Linked DNA regions of Mus musculus: regions 2, 3, 4 and 5 are each linked to region 1. The links are chromatin contacts, called in public Hi-C and targeted proximity ligation maps. All regions are on one chromosome and are shown on one strand. The core of a region is the stretch at or near the end of the contact, and the rest is flanking DNA. Distances in the headings are between cores, read along the strand shown.

Region 1 (2,700 bases), core at 114-2,613:
TCAGGAAAAATTATATGTCCAACATTTCCAAAAGGATAATTATACATTATTTCATTTCCCTTCCTTATTAAATTATGGTGTGGTCCATTCACTAGAGCAGCCAATCCCCTTAACGACCCAGCCATCCCTCCAGCTCCTTCTCTTGGATTTCTTAAAGGAAAAACTTTGAAGACAGAACATTACCCCTCTTCTGTGAAGACAAGGCTAAATCTTGAAACCAAACTGATCATTTATAGAAACAAATTAATCCTGTTAATCTATGCCAGCTTGAGATGACCACCATACCAAACCAAAACTGAAGCAATGATCAGCCTAGACCAGGACTGCTTAATTATGCATACTTTTTAGCGGACTCCCCACTCGATGCCCCAGTTTGTCCACTAGTTAAACTTAAAGGTGCCAGGTGTGGTGGTACATGCCTTTAATCCCACACTGTGTAGGCTGAGGCAGACAGATCTCTGTGAGTTCGAGGCCAGCCTATCTACATAGTGAGTTCTAGAACAGCCAGAACTACATAGAGATTTTGTCTCAAATAAATAAATAAATAAATAAATAGCTTAAAGCTCATATCAGGGCCATGAAAATGATCTTGAATGGTCATTGGAGTCCATCATTTATTATTTCAAATGAAGCTACCTTAAATTAATGGCTTTTCGAGGTTACTTTCTTTTAATTAGCATATTAAGGACAGGTGGGACTGCAGAGATGGCTCAGCGGTTAAGAGCACTGACTGCTCTTCCAGAGGTTTTGAGTTCAAATCCCAGAAACCACATGGTAGCTCACAACCATCTGTAATGAGATCTGATGCCCTCTTCTGGTGTGTCTGAGGACAGCTACAGTGTACTTATATATAATAAATAAATAAATCTTTTTTTTTTTTAATTATAAAAGTAAAAGGACAGGTGATCGAACCCAGCCGGTTGGGAATGCCCAAGCCAGTGCTTTTACCTTGAAAACTCCAGCTACAGCTCTTTTGATAGATTTGTCAAGACCAAACTCAGCAAGCGCACAGTAAATAAGCCAATGACAAATCAATAGCATCTTTCTATGTCCCTAGAGAAGAGACATAAATGTACGGAAAGTTAAGGGAACAACTTCTTACAAAACCTCGGGCTTTCGCAGCTTTCTACACCAAGGAGAAAACCCAGAGCTGTCACTAAACAGAAAAAAACTGAGAAGACCCTCGCGGAAACTTGAAACACCTCGGGCGTGGCTTGGCCTGTGGGACCTTTAACCCGCAGATAACCTGCTCCAGAACCAGGTGCTGGAAGTTTCCTCTACTTCCGTCAGGACTCTATAAAAGGTGGGACAGGATGACGTCACTTCCTGTCTTGTGTCCGCGGGCCGGCAAAGCTCTGAACTGGGAAAAGCCACTGTTGTAGTTGAGAGAAACCTGACCCGGCAGCACACGCGTGGCCATGTGGAGGCTGTTGACGCGCGTCCCCGCGCCGCTCCTGCGGATGCACTTTTCAGGTCAGAAACCTGTTTCATCTTTTAAAAAGGCATTTCCCCGATCTTCCTCCCCACATTCCAAAGTCTATGCTTACTGCGATAGGTCCTGCGCTTTCCTTACTTCTTCCACCTCCACTATGCGGAGGCCTGGGTCCTGGTCATGTGCGGGAGACGGTGCTCCGTGAGCCTAGTTGCTTCCTTGGAAGCCCATTTAGTGGAACTCGTACCCCCGTGCTTCTAGACACCTCTGTCAGGAGTGATCAGAGTGTAACAGTAATGGTTTGATTTGTCATTGTAGATTCTTGGGCAGCCCTTCCCACCAGTGCTGGTCTGAAGACGCTCCTCCCAGTTCCAACTTTTGAAAGTGAGTACCTGTCATTTCCACTTATTTTTCTCTGAGAAAAGGCATCGAAGGTGTGTTTGTGCTTCCTCCCTCCGTTGAGTGATTCAACAGATATATGTAAGGAAGGCAAACTGCAGCGAAGTCCCTCGATGTTGCAAAGCAGATAACTATTGGGCTAGTTCCCAGGCATCCTACCACTGATGTGTGGCCCATGATCTACCCAGTCAGCACTAACTGGGCATATATCAGATTTTTTTATCTTCTAAATAATAGTACAGATATGCAGACACTTAGCAATAGTAGCCAGGTGCTCTGCAGTCCTGTACATCTAACTTTTTAATGTACTAAAATCTCCAAAACTGCAAATGGCCTAGACATCTGAGGGTCTTCGGCACATAACTGTTAAACTACTGTGTGGGCTGGAGCAATGGCTCAGCAGTTAATAACACTTGTTGCTCTTGCAGAGAACCCAGGTTCAATTCTCAGAACCCACAAGATTGTTCATAACCATCTGGGACTCCAGCTTCAGGGGTTCCTACATCCTCTTCTGCACATTAATACATGCAGACAAAACACTCCTAACATTTTTGATAAATAAGGTGCTGTGTGTGCTTAGAAGTGCATACTAACTTGCAGATGTAAGAACGTATTACCAGGTCTCACAGTAGCTGCCCATAGAAGTCAGTGAAGGGAGAGTAGTTTTTGTAACTTGGAACAGCAACTTTATTATTCCATTAATGATCTGATGGCCCTTTGAGGCTTCCTGTTTTGTTTATTCTATCATGGAGCCATTCTTTCTCATATTTAATTTTTTTTTTGAGTCACAGTTGTTTTCCCCAGGATGTCATATAGAGGATAGTGACAAGAAAAATCCTACTTTGTAAGTTTACCAAGAAAAATACAAC
Region 2 (2,700 bases), core at 123-2,622, 660 kb before region 1:
AGCCACCAAACTCTTTTAAGGGACCCGAAGGACACTGTATGGACTATGAAGGAAGGTGTCTCATTGAGGAGGAGCTGAACCATGAGTTGTGGTCATGGGAAGAGGGAGTGATTTAACAGCAAATCAAAGCAAAGGACTTAAAGGGACACAGGAATTTCAAGTTGCGTAGCAGGAAGTTCTCTTCCTATTTTAAAGACTTTCTTCATTCATTTATTTCTTCTCCCATTTTCATGCTCGCATAAACAAGCATGTGTGTGTGTGTGTGTGTGTATACATACATGTACTTGTGCATGAATGTGTGCATGAGAAGGCCTGAGGTCCATCTTATTCACTGAGGCAGAGTCTCCCAGTCAAGCCCAGAATCCACTGATCTGGTTAGTCTTACTATCCAGCTTGTTTTGGGGATCCACTGCCTTCTGAGGATGCAATGGCAGGTGACCTTTATATGTGTTTCAGATATCTGGACTCTGCTCTCATGTTAGTTCAGCAAAGGGCTTTAACAAACCACCAAGTCATCTCCTTTGTGCCTTCCTTGTCAGTTTAAGTTTTAGTGAAATTAGTTTTAATTTTAAGCGTCTGCTATGAAAACCAGGAGGAAATCCCACTCTGTTCGATCCATGGGCGGCCATGGCTGGCCCAATGAAGCACTTCTTCTAAGGATGAAGAATCTAAATCCTATCGGGTGTGCCAGTGCACATCTTTAAACCCAGCACTGGGGAGGCTGAGGCAGGCAGATCTCTGAGTTCGAGGCCATCCTGGTCTGTAAGAGAATTTCAGGACAGCCATAGCTACACAGAGAAACCCTGTCTCAAAAAGCCAAACCAAACCAAACCAAACCAAACCAAACCAAACCAAACCAAACCAAACCAAACCAAACCAAACCAAACCATCTCTAAATCCTAACAGGCATCTATTATATTTACTCACTCCTTCCACTAAGAAGATATTTATAAAAAGTAGTAAGCTTATGTGAATATAAAAACACTGGAATGATGCCAGCTGCTTCCAGAGAAGGGACCAGGCTGGCTTTGCATAGAAAAGAAACGTAGGCTTTGCTCCTTAAGGTAGTATGGAGAGGAAGGGGGCTGGCAGAGGTGTTTAGGTTTACCAAAGGCTGCAGACTGTGGCTTGGAAATGACACTTAGACTCTATACACAACCATGCTTCAGGAAAAAGAAGCAACATGCTTGGTGAATTTTTTGAAAACCAGCCAAGGGGCCATATTTACTTCTATCTGCTACCATGGCTGTGCCACAACAAAACCAGCCTTCACACAGAAACAGAAACTGAATATGAGCTGGCACTGAGTCAGGAACTAGCAAAATCTCAAGAGGACTGTCAAGGTTTTGAGGTCAACTGTGTTAGTTACTGCTCTGGAAGTGCAACGCCAGATATTTAGCTCTGTGTACACATGCTTGCACAATACTTTGGGGTTACGAGCTTAGAACAAAGACTCGGAAGGAACATGATGTTAACAGTGACTGCTTAGGTGGTGGTAAAAAGGCAAGGAAACCAGACTCTGGTTCCCCACAATCATAGTTGGCAAACTTCTTCTCAGCAAAGTGGCCTCTGCTCTTTGGGGAAAAAAAACTTTAGCTGAAAGAGAGAGCAAAGTTTGTTTTAGACTTTCTCCGTGAAGTTCTGGCTGTTCTGGAACGTGGTCTGTAGAATAGAGTGGCCTTAAACCCACAGAGATCTGCCTACCACTGCCTCCTAAGTGTTGGGTTTACAGGCGTGTGAACGAAGTTTTTAGCTTGCTAGTGTTCTCCGTGTTTGCTCAGGTTAGTAAAGTACTTTGCTCAGGGTTGCACAGCTAACATGGGAACCTTCAGAACCAGAATCCATGTATGTGAGCTTCCAGAGTTGTGACTAACCATGATGGGCGAGCAGAAGTGGGCAGGGCACTGTGCCCCACTGGGGTGTTCTGATTGCTGCTGCTGCTTCTTCTTCTTCTTCTTCTTCTTCTTCTTCTTCTTCTTCTTCTTCTTCTTCTTCTTCTTCTTCTTCTTCTTCTTTTCTTCTTCTTCTTCTTCTTCTTCTTCTTCTTCTTCTTCTTCTTCTTCTTCTTCTTCTTCTTCTTCTTCTTCTTCTTCTTCTTCTTCTTCCTTCTTCCTTCTTCTTCTTCTTCTTCTTCTTCTTCTTCTTCTTCTTTTCTTCTTCTTCTTCTTCTTCTTCTTCTTCTTCTTCTTCTTCTTCTTCTTTCTTCTTCTTCTTCTTCTTCTTCTTCTTCTTCTTCTTCTTCCTTCTTCTTCTTCTTCTTCTTCTTCTTCTTCTTCTTCTTCTTCTTTTCTTCTTCTTCTTCTTTTCTTCTTCTTCTTCTTCTTCTTCTTCTTCTTCTTCTTCTTCTTCTTCTTCTTCTTCTTCTTCTTCTTCTTTTCTTCTTCTTCTTCTTCTTCTTCTTCTTCTTCTTCTTCTTCTTCTTTTTCTTCTTCTTCTCCTTCTCCTTCTTTCTACTTCTCCTTCTCCTCCTCCTCCTTCTTCTTCTCCTCCTCCTCCTCCTCTTCTTCTTCTTCTTCTTCTTCTTCTTCTTCTTCTTCTTCTTCTTCTTCTTCTTCTTCTTCTTCTTCTTCTTCTTCTTTTCTTCTTCTTCCTTCTTCTTCTTCTTCTTTTCTTCTTCTTCTCTTCTTCTTCTTCTTCCTTCTTCTTCTTCTTCTTCTTCTTCTTCTTTTTCTTCTTCTCCTTCTCCTTCTTTCTCCTTCT
Region 3 (2,849 bases), core at 228-2,727, 530 kb before region 1:
CAAAACTGTAAGCAAAGCCCTAATTATTTTCCATTATAAGAGTTGCTTTGATCATGGTGTCTCTTCACAACAACAGAGCAGTGTCTAAGATTTCAGGGCAATGCACAGTCCTGCAATCTAGCCTCTTCACCAGAAAAGCATATTGGGTCTGCAGGGAGGCAGGGAGGCAGTTAGCCTGGAACATACATGGGCACTGACCTTGTTGTAAGATGCAGGGCCTGGACTCTCTATGGCATAGGAGCAATCCTTGGTTTAAAGCAGAATTTAGTTTTGTTTCACACACTCCTGGCCATGAATGTCCTCCTTGTACTCTCTTCCTATCTTAGTTATGTTTTTATTTCTGTGACAAGACACCATGACCAACACAACAGTTCATTGGGGCTTAAACTTTCAGAGGGTGAGTCTGTGGCCGTCATGGTAGAGAGCATGGCAGCAGGCAGGCAGGCATGGCACTGGAGCAGTAGCAGCTCACATCTTGAGACACAACAATGAGGATGAGACCTAATTGGGAATGGTGTGGGCTTTTGAAACCTAAAAGCTTGTTTCCAGTGGCACACCTCTTCCAAGAAGGCCATACGTCCTGATTTTTCCAAGCAGTTCTATCAATGGTGGATCAAACATTCAAAATATAAGCCTTTGGGGGTCATTCTCACTGAAACCCCCACACTCATCGATTCTTCTCCAGGTCTAAGCCCCACTTATCAAAAGGAATGAGAGCCCAGAGTCCTGGTAGTCATTTTTTAAAATTCTTCCTTGGAACTGGCAGGAAAGGAATGGAGTCCTGTCCTATCTTTCTATCAGAGAATAGAAGTGAGGAATTAGACACAAGGGTGTCCCTGACCTGCATCATCAAACACCCTTCTCACTTCCCACAGCAATGCATTGTTCTCTGCAGAAGAGGTGAAGATGGCACATCTCCTCTTAGGAAGTTTTTCTGCTATGGCCTTTCACCAAAGTGAATATCTGGCTTTAGTTATTATTATTATTATTATCATTGACATCATAACTTAAATATCCTTTCTAGCACTTTTTCAAGTGTTAGTCATGTACCTAAATACTTCACTGAACCTTTCATATAGGTTTGTTAAGACATGTCATTATTTTGCTTAACTCTAAGATAGAAAAATTTCACCTACAATATAGTAAAAATTTAAACATGTTACAGTGTAAGAAAAAGTAAGGAATTAATGCAGGTATAGTGAGTGCATCTAAGAAAAAGATGTTCAAATTACTCTCTAGCAGTTCTTTGTGGTGAAGGGTCTATAAATACATCCTAGAGTGAGCTTTACTTATTATTTTTGACAAGCATAAGAATTGAATTTATTTAAAAGAATTTCTGTGTTGGTTGGTTGAAGAAGTTTCAATAAAGTTTTCTAACATATTGCAACACACACACTTTTCCTGTCATATGCTGAGATTCATTGCAGCTGTTTCCTGTAAAATGAAAAAGCCAATTTTATCAAGTTTCATTTCCTCCAAAGATGAGGGCAGAGCTTCTCTGGCTAGCTGTGGGTGGCCCCATACTGTGGGAGCTATTGAAGAGTCATGTCTGAGCTGTTCCCTGTCTGAGCTGGTCCATGACAAGAGCTTTTGAACCTTTTGTACCCATTTACCTCTCAGCTGCTCCCTGGAGCTGTGTCCTTGTTCTTGATACTACAGCCTGAAATTTTATTTTGACTGTGTAGCCATAGTGATTATTCCTGTCAAAGCTGAGGATCAAGCACACCGTGAATGCCACACACTACTGTCAACACGCCAGTGGGACATCAACAAACCAGGAGTGACATGACTGATCTTTAGTGCCACGTATGCATTACATACCTTGCTTTAACCACTGCCAAGAAGATGCAGACTGACACATCTGAATTCTGTAGACCCAATGGAGTCTCTCAACGCTATTCACATCTCGTCTCTGCCCTTAGAATGGCACTACATGGTAGCAGGCAATACATTTCACTTATTTTGCTAAAAGAGGTAGCCTTCTGGGCAATTTCTTGCCCAGATTCTTATGCAAACCATTGCCCATCACTCTCCTTTAAAGTAAAGACATCTGAAAGGCAGAGTCAGCTCTCAGTGTGAATTTTTCATAGCATATTACTTTCCACAAACTGTACTGTCTTTTCTTATTAATGCTTTCCCAAAGTTGCTTCCCCTAACCCCGGATCCAGTGGCCTCTGCTCGGCTCTAATTCTAGAGAGTTTCTCTGCAGCCGTGTTCTGCTTCTTCCTTTTCCCCTGAGGCTTTTTCTCCTCAGCTTCTTGTGCTGGTTTGAATAGAATGGCCACCATAGACTCATATGTTTGAGTACTGGCATATGGCATAGTGGAATTCTTTGGGAAGGATTAGGAGGCATGGCTTTGGCCAAGTCACTGGGGTCAGGGCTTTGAAGTTTCAAAAGACCCTAGCCACTCCCATTGTGCTCTCTGCCTTCTGCTTGTAGGTGAGTTGTGAGCTGTCAGCTGCTGCTCCAGCTTCCTTCAATCCACCATCATAAACTCTCTCTGGGATCATAAGTCCACTTAGACTACTTCTTTTATAAGTTACTTTGTTTATGATGTTTTATCATAGCAGCAGATAAGTAACTAAGACATTTCCAAGTCCTTGCTTTACCTTCTTAGGTGACCTCCGTTGCTCCTTTATAAATTGTTTATAAATTTATAAATTGTTCTTTTGCTGACAGGTAAATGCAGGCGTTCCTAAGGAAATATCACTATCCTGGGGGACTCTCATCCACCCCATCATATCAAGTGACTAATTCATGTACTTTCATTTTTTTTTATGTATGATAGTTTTTTTTTTCTTTTTCTCTTTACATTTATTTAAACCTATTTTCTAAGATTCAATTCAAA
Region 4 (2,777 bases), core at 153-2,652, 540 kb before region 1:
AGCCGGAAGCAATGAACTGTAGACATAGACAAATCTGTGAATGGTAGGTTCTCTGCTTGTGCCTGGGAATGTCTCTTTGTACAAGAGGGTGGTCCAGTTATGTTTGCTTGTTTCCGTCACATACAGCTCAGTATTTTTTCTTTAGATTAACTTTTGGGGATACATCTCCAATTCCCCACCCTCATTTTCTTGAATGTAAAGAACTCAGTGACAGATGACTCCGAGTTTGTATGTGCGACTGAGCCTCCTGCTCAACTTCATCTTATTTTCAGCCTCATCCTGTCAATGGTATATCTTTGTCATGTTCGATCATCCCTTTCAAGACCCTCCAGCCAACACACTGGTTCTGCATTAGGGATGAGTTTAAGTTGCAGTGGAGGTAAGCCTGAATTGGGAGTGATGGGCCCCCTTTCTTCAATCAGAGCCATTATTTCTAAAAACCCTCTAGCCATTAGACACAGAACTTTTCAAGAACCTTGCTGTGAACAGCCTGGGGACACCCATCCTGCACAGGGAGAGGTGTTCTAGCAATCTACTCACAAAGACTCCACCCCAGAATGGATATCCACCAATAAAAGCAACAGAGGAAAACGCCCAAGTCATATTGTATGAGGTGCTCAGCAACCCGAGAACAACTCCAAAGCCGATGTGCATCAATCCAATTGTGATTTGGACTCCCTAAAAAAGAAAGCCAAGGGGCATTTTAAAATAACTGTCACAACCAAAGTTATTCCTGTTTATTTACTGTCCATGTGATCCACGAGAATTCACCTAAACAGTGAATATTTTGATGTATACTGAAACAGCAGGGGAGGAAGGGCCTCAGGTAAAACCTTTGAGGAGCTAGTGAGATGGTTCCGTGGGTAAGGACATATGTTGTCTAGTCTGATGACCAGTGTGTGATACTCAGACCCCGTATGTTGGAAAGAACTGAGTCTTTCAAATTGCCCTCTGATCTCCATGTATGTGTGCATGTATGTATGCATGCATGCATGCATGCACGAACTCATGCTCACGCGTGTGAGTGTGCGCGCACGCACACACACAGATACACACAGACACACAAACATACACATGTATACACATAATAAACATTTTAATAAATTTTGTTTGATTTCTGAATGAACTACAAAGAAGTCTTTAGAAAGTATGACTACTTCAGCATCTCCTGGTATCCCCATGAGTACATTTGTTTGTAAAGACTGCTGCGACTGAGGTGACAGGGGCTGTCTTGTATAAGTAAAACAGTTCTCTGTCCAGGCAATGCTAGTCACGAGAAAAGGAATCGATGGAAATGAAGTCACTCCTAGAATATTAGTCACATGCCTGATAACACTCTGTCACTGTTCCACCAACTAGATGGAGACATAAAACCATAAGAAATCAAGTGGCCAAGATACAGTTCACAGGACTCAAAAAGGCCAATAAGGGGAAGCGCCCAAGTGAGGATGCCCGAGTCCTGCTTGGGAGGGAGAAGAAAGCAACCACAAGGGGGAAGGGAGGGAGGGACCTGGGGTGGGGACAACCTCTTGGAGACAGGGGGGCAGGGAGGAGATATGGGATGTAGAACGGTCTAGGAGGGTGGACTGGGAGAGGAATAAAATATGGAATGTAAAAATAAAAAAAAAAAAGAAAAGAAAAGATGTAAATAAAAAAGAACAAGAACTAGGATGGTTTGATTGTTTAACTCTTTAAGCACCACAGTAGTGGTAGCCAGCTAATTCCTAATGAAAAACAAAAAGAAGGTAATCAAGTGCCCAAGGGTAAACAGTTATAAAGGGGCAGACTCCCAGAATGCATAACAGCGGACTATCTCCAAAACTTACTTACAATCTGTCCTTTAGGACTCAGCTTGGTTCCACCCGTTCAGAGTTGTCTTGATATACTAGTCAAATGGATTTGCTTTTATTCTTTGTGGATTCTTTTCACATTTTAAGATGTAAAACCCATGGCATTACTTGCTTTTCTATTTCATATTTTTTTTATTTCAAAAAATATTTTTTTATTTTTTGTGCGTGGATATGAATGTCTGTGCATCACACGTGTGCCTGGTGGTGCTCAAGGATGTCCAAAGGGCTTGAGGGTTGGATACCCTGAGACTGGAGTTACATGCAGTTATGAGCCACCATGTGGGTTCTGAGAATGATAATGTCTTCTGCAAGAGCAGTGAATGTTCTTAACTACAGCACTGTCTCTCCAATCCTAGTATTCCTTGTTGTTTTTTTTTTTAATTGCTGGTATGCAACTGTTATCATACCAAGTAAGAGGTATTTTGTCAATGCTAAGGGATAAATCTTTTGCTTTGTAACTCTTATCAAAACTTTCTTTGTAGAGTACACATGGATTTCTGAGAAACAACAGTTACTATATTGGTCCAAAGCTCAGAAACATCTCCATAGATCATTTTGTCCCAAGTTTACGATTATATTTTATCTACCCAGGAAGACTGTAGCCACAGAAACTTCTGTGTTTATTTCCTCAATGAATAGGTACCAAATAAATTTAAATTGAATTAAAGGAAAAATAATTTCATGAATTATGCTAAAACAATAATATATTGTTGAGATGCACTAAACCTTGTGAAAGCTATGAACCTTCTCTTTGAACAGTTCTTGTACATCCACAGATTACATCATCCTTTAGACACAGCTTCTGAGAGGTGATGGACCCATTTTTAGCCAATGTTACATCTCAGATGGGACACTCCTACATCTGACTTCAGATTTGTTCCTGCAATTGTTATCCATGAACAAAATGTGGATATAAGTTTCCCATCC
Region 5 (2,700 bases), core at 118-2,617, 660 kb after region 1:
GGTGTGAAATCTTCCATCTTCTGGAAGTTAGTCAAGTTATTTATTTATTTATTTATTTATTAAACTTTTTTTCTTTCATTTCTAACTAGTCATTTTTTTAAAGATTTGTTTATTACTTAATACAGCATTCTGCCTGCATGTGTGCCTGCAGGCCAGAAGAAGGCACCAGATCTCATTACAAATGGTTGTGAGCCCCCATGTGGTTGCTGGGGATTGAACTCAAGACCTCTGGAAGAGCTTTCAGTGCTCTTAACTTCTGAGCCATCTCTCCAGCTCTCTAGTTTTTGATATGACTACACAGAAGCATTTCCTATTGGCTTTCTTTTTCTACCCTCCATAATAAAAGGAATTGCAAGCCCACTGGGTTCTTCTTTTAGTAGAGAGACAGTCTTGGTGGGAGAACTCTCCCTTAGAGGAAGGAGTGGACCAGGAAGTCCAAGAACATGAGGTTAGGACTCAGCTATTGAGAAGAGAAAATATCACTGTCTCACTGCCACATCATCCATATTGTAGATTGGAGTTTAATCCACAGACTGCAGGAGTCCTAGCTCCCTGCTTTGTGTGCTGGGTTTCAGATGGGCCTCTTAGATTCCTGCAGACCACATAAAATGGGATGGATGATCCTGGCCCATGTAACCATCCTGGCTGGATGATGAAATACATCTGGTCTTGTTTCAAGCCTGTACAGGATAAACGTTACGCGTGAATCAGAAGCTTGTATGTAGTTAACAGATATAGCTTCCGGCTTGTTAAAGGAAGTGAAAGTGCCCTTTAACATCCTAGATTCACACCTTTTGGGGGGAAGACTTGCTTCTCTGTGCTTGAGGCCAGAATTTGGTTAGTGTGTTACCCCAGGCATTTACTCACCCTGAATGATCAGCCTGAAAGCATAGGTGCTTGGACACGTAACTCAGTGCAAGAGACCAAAGGAAATGGTTAGTGGGAGGGGAAAAATAGGAACATGCCTGTTAAGGGTCAACTTACCATCCTGGTGCACAGTGCTCTTGGTCACTATGTTTTTGATAAATTAAAATTGAGATAATAGAGTGGCTTCTGTCTTCTATTTCTATCTTTAAAAAAAAACAACAACAACAGAAACTCTGTAAATGGAATGCTTAGGACAAGACAGACTGGTGTCTCAGCACACTACTAACAGAATTATCTTGATTCTTTATCTCAGCCCCAGATAACATCATCTCCACACCAGGACATGAGGACTTAGTAGCAATGAGACATCATAAAATGTGTGTGAGTACTGCTCCATTTCCTTTCTTCTGTAAGGACAGCCTCCAACCTTAGTAAGCCAATGAGAAATCTAAGGCTTGTCCATAAGATAGAAATACCTTGGGTCTGGTGAAGATAAAAGCGTGTCAAGTAGGGGAGACGCTGCGACGGCGTCTTCATTTTCGGCAAAAGAATCTGGCACTGGAGACTGACAAGAGAACAGAACAGTGAGCCAAGATTGTAACAAGCCTGAGAGAGTGAAGAAAGCACTACAGCAGACTCTTCAGGTAGAAAAAGGGTGAAATGTGGGATTTGCTTTTTCTGAGAACTCATCATTGTTGCAGGGTAAACAGCTGGGGTGAAGAAAACAGGGGGATGACTTGTGGAGAGTATATGGTCAGGAATACGGTACACTATAATTTATTGCTTCTCCTAGTGGTCTTAGATACTCCAACCAATTCTCATTTGTCTATTTTGCAGTTAGCATGGGCTGAAGAGCAATTTATGGTTTTAGAGAATTGTTGAATTTTCTATTTAAGAAACTACTCTCTTTCCCATCTTTCTGTTTGCCCCAGGCTCTCTGGTGGATGTTTAGGACTGGTGTGTGTCTGGGACTACCTGCACCATGAACAGCTTCATTGTCACAGTCCTTATCTGGACCACAGTGGCATATGCTGAAGAGGAGAAGGCACTTAAAGAGATCCATGAGTATGGTTTCCAAAAGTGCCAGAATGCTCTGAATCTACCTGTTTTGGAAGTGCTACCTGGAGGAGGCTGGGATAATCTGAGGAATATGGACATGGGGCAAGTGATGGACTTGACATACAACAACTGTAAGACCACAGAAGACGGACAGTACATCATCCCTGATGATGTCTTTACTATTCCTCAGAAAGAGAGCAACCTGGAGATGAACTCAGAAATCCTGGATTCCTGGGAGAATTACCGAAGCACTACTTCCTTTTCCATTAACTTGAATCTCGATTATCGTCCCAGAGTCAACGGCAAGTTCTCTTCTGAGTTCCAAAGGATAAAGACCACTCAAGTGAGAGACCAGGCTGTAACCACACGAGCTCAGGTGAGAAATTTGGTCTACACAGTGAAAGCCAACCCAAATGCAGAACTCAACTTGGGGTTTAAGAAGGAGCTCATGGAAATCTGTGACCGTCTAGAGAAAAACCAGACGAAGATGGCCACCTACCTGGCAGAACTCTTGATCCTCAACTATGGCACACACATAATCACTAGTGTGGATGCTGGGGCTACACTGGTTCAGGAGGATCATGTAAAGTCCTCCTATCTTAAGAACAATAAGGGAAACCGTGCTGCTGTGGCTGCATCTGCTGGATTTACTTTCGCAAAGGTTGTGAACTTCAAAATAGAGACAGGCTTTGAGTATCAAAATAACTTGGCCACAGGCTATCTTCAAAACAGAACCGGTTCTAGGGTTCAGAGTATTGGAGGAATTCCCTTCTA

What was found. A called contact is a pair of places that touch in the nucleus more often than the background predicts.
Region 2: a targeted proximity ligation map of memory CD8 T cells shows a contact between it and region 1, with 18 read pairs. A contact is called at or near these places in 4 of 39 promoter capture datasets (the 3T3-L1 cell line, 3T3-L1-derived adipocytes, embryonic stem cells and 1 more), 2 of 130 datasets of targeted methods (large pre-B cells and memory CD8 T cells) and 1 of 9 other capture datasets (embryonic stem cells).
Region 3: a contact with region 1 is called in a Hi-C map of B cells, with 16 read pairs. A contact is called at or near these places in 7 of 39 promoter capture datasets (the 3T3-L1 cell line, cranial neural crest, embryonic stem cells and 3 more), 1 of 484 Hi-C or Micro-C datasets (B cells), 1 of 130 datasets of targeted methods (large pre-B cells) and 2 of 9 other capture datasets (embryonic stem cells and liver).
Region 4: a contact with region 1 is called in a targeted proximity ligation map of bone marrow-derived macrophages, with 6 times the contacts expected there. A contact is called at or near these places in 8 of 39 promoter capture datasets (the 3T3-L1 cell line, cranial neural crest, embryonic stem cells and 4 more), 3 of 130 datasets of targeted methods (bone marrow-derived macrophages, embryonic stem cells and large pre-B cells) and 1 of 9 other capture datasets (liver).
Region 5: a Hi-C map of liver shows a contact between it and region 1, with 2.1 times the contacts expected there. A contact is called at or near these places in 10 of 39 promoter capture datasets (the 3T3-L1 cell line, 3T3-L1-derived adipocytes, the C10 cell line and 4 more), 5 of 484 Hi-C or Micro-C datasets (B cells, liver and pre-B cells) and 3 of 130 datasets of targeted methods (the SCID.adh cell line, bone marrow-derived macrophages and pro-B cells).

What each region holds. Positions count from the first base shown.
Region 1 is chr19:11,769,052-11,771,751 of GRCm38.p6, forward strand. Mrpl16 (mitochondrial ribosomal protein L16) reads left to right here and starts at 1,364. Exons shown (of 4, transcript NM_025606.3): 1 at 1,364-1,473; 2 at 1,751-1,816. The coding sequence starts at 1,419.
Region 2 is chr19:11,106,584-11,109,283 of GRCm38.p6, forward strand. The region is part of intron 4 of Ms4a20 (membrane-spanning 4-domains, subfamily A, member 20); the gene reads right to left. Among named protein-coding and RNA genes, the nearest start is that of Ms4a20, 23 kb to the right of the region's middle.
Region 3 is chr19:11,242,949-11,245,797 of GRCm38.p6, forward strand. The region is part of intron 1 of 4930526L06Rik (RIKEN cDNA 4930526L06 gene); the gene reads left to right. Among named protein-coding and RNA genes, the nearest start is that of Ms4a12, 12 kb to the left of the region's middle.
Region 4 is chr19:11,225,024-11,227,800 of GRCm38.p6, forward strand. Ms4a12 (membrane-spanning 4-domains, subfamily A, member 12) reads right to left here. Exons shown (of 7, transcript NM_001374133.1): 3 at 541-678; 4 at 1-16. The region is part of intron 1 of 4930526L06Rik (RIKEN cDNA 4930526L06 gene); the gene reads left to right. Among named protein-coding and RNA genes, the nearest start is that of Ms4a12, 6.0 kb to the right of the region's middle.
Region 5 is chr19:12,426,538-12,429,237 of GRCm38.p6, forward strand. It overlaps Pfpl (pore forming protein-like), which reads left to right and starts at 1,368. Exons shown (of 2, transcript NM_019540.2): 1 at 1,368-1,511; 2 at 1,800-2,700. The coding sequence starts at 1,850.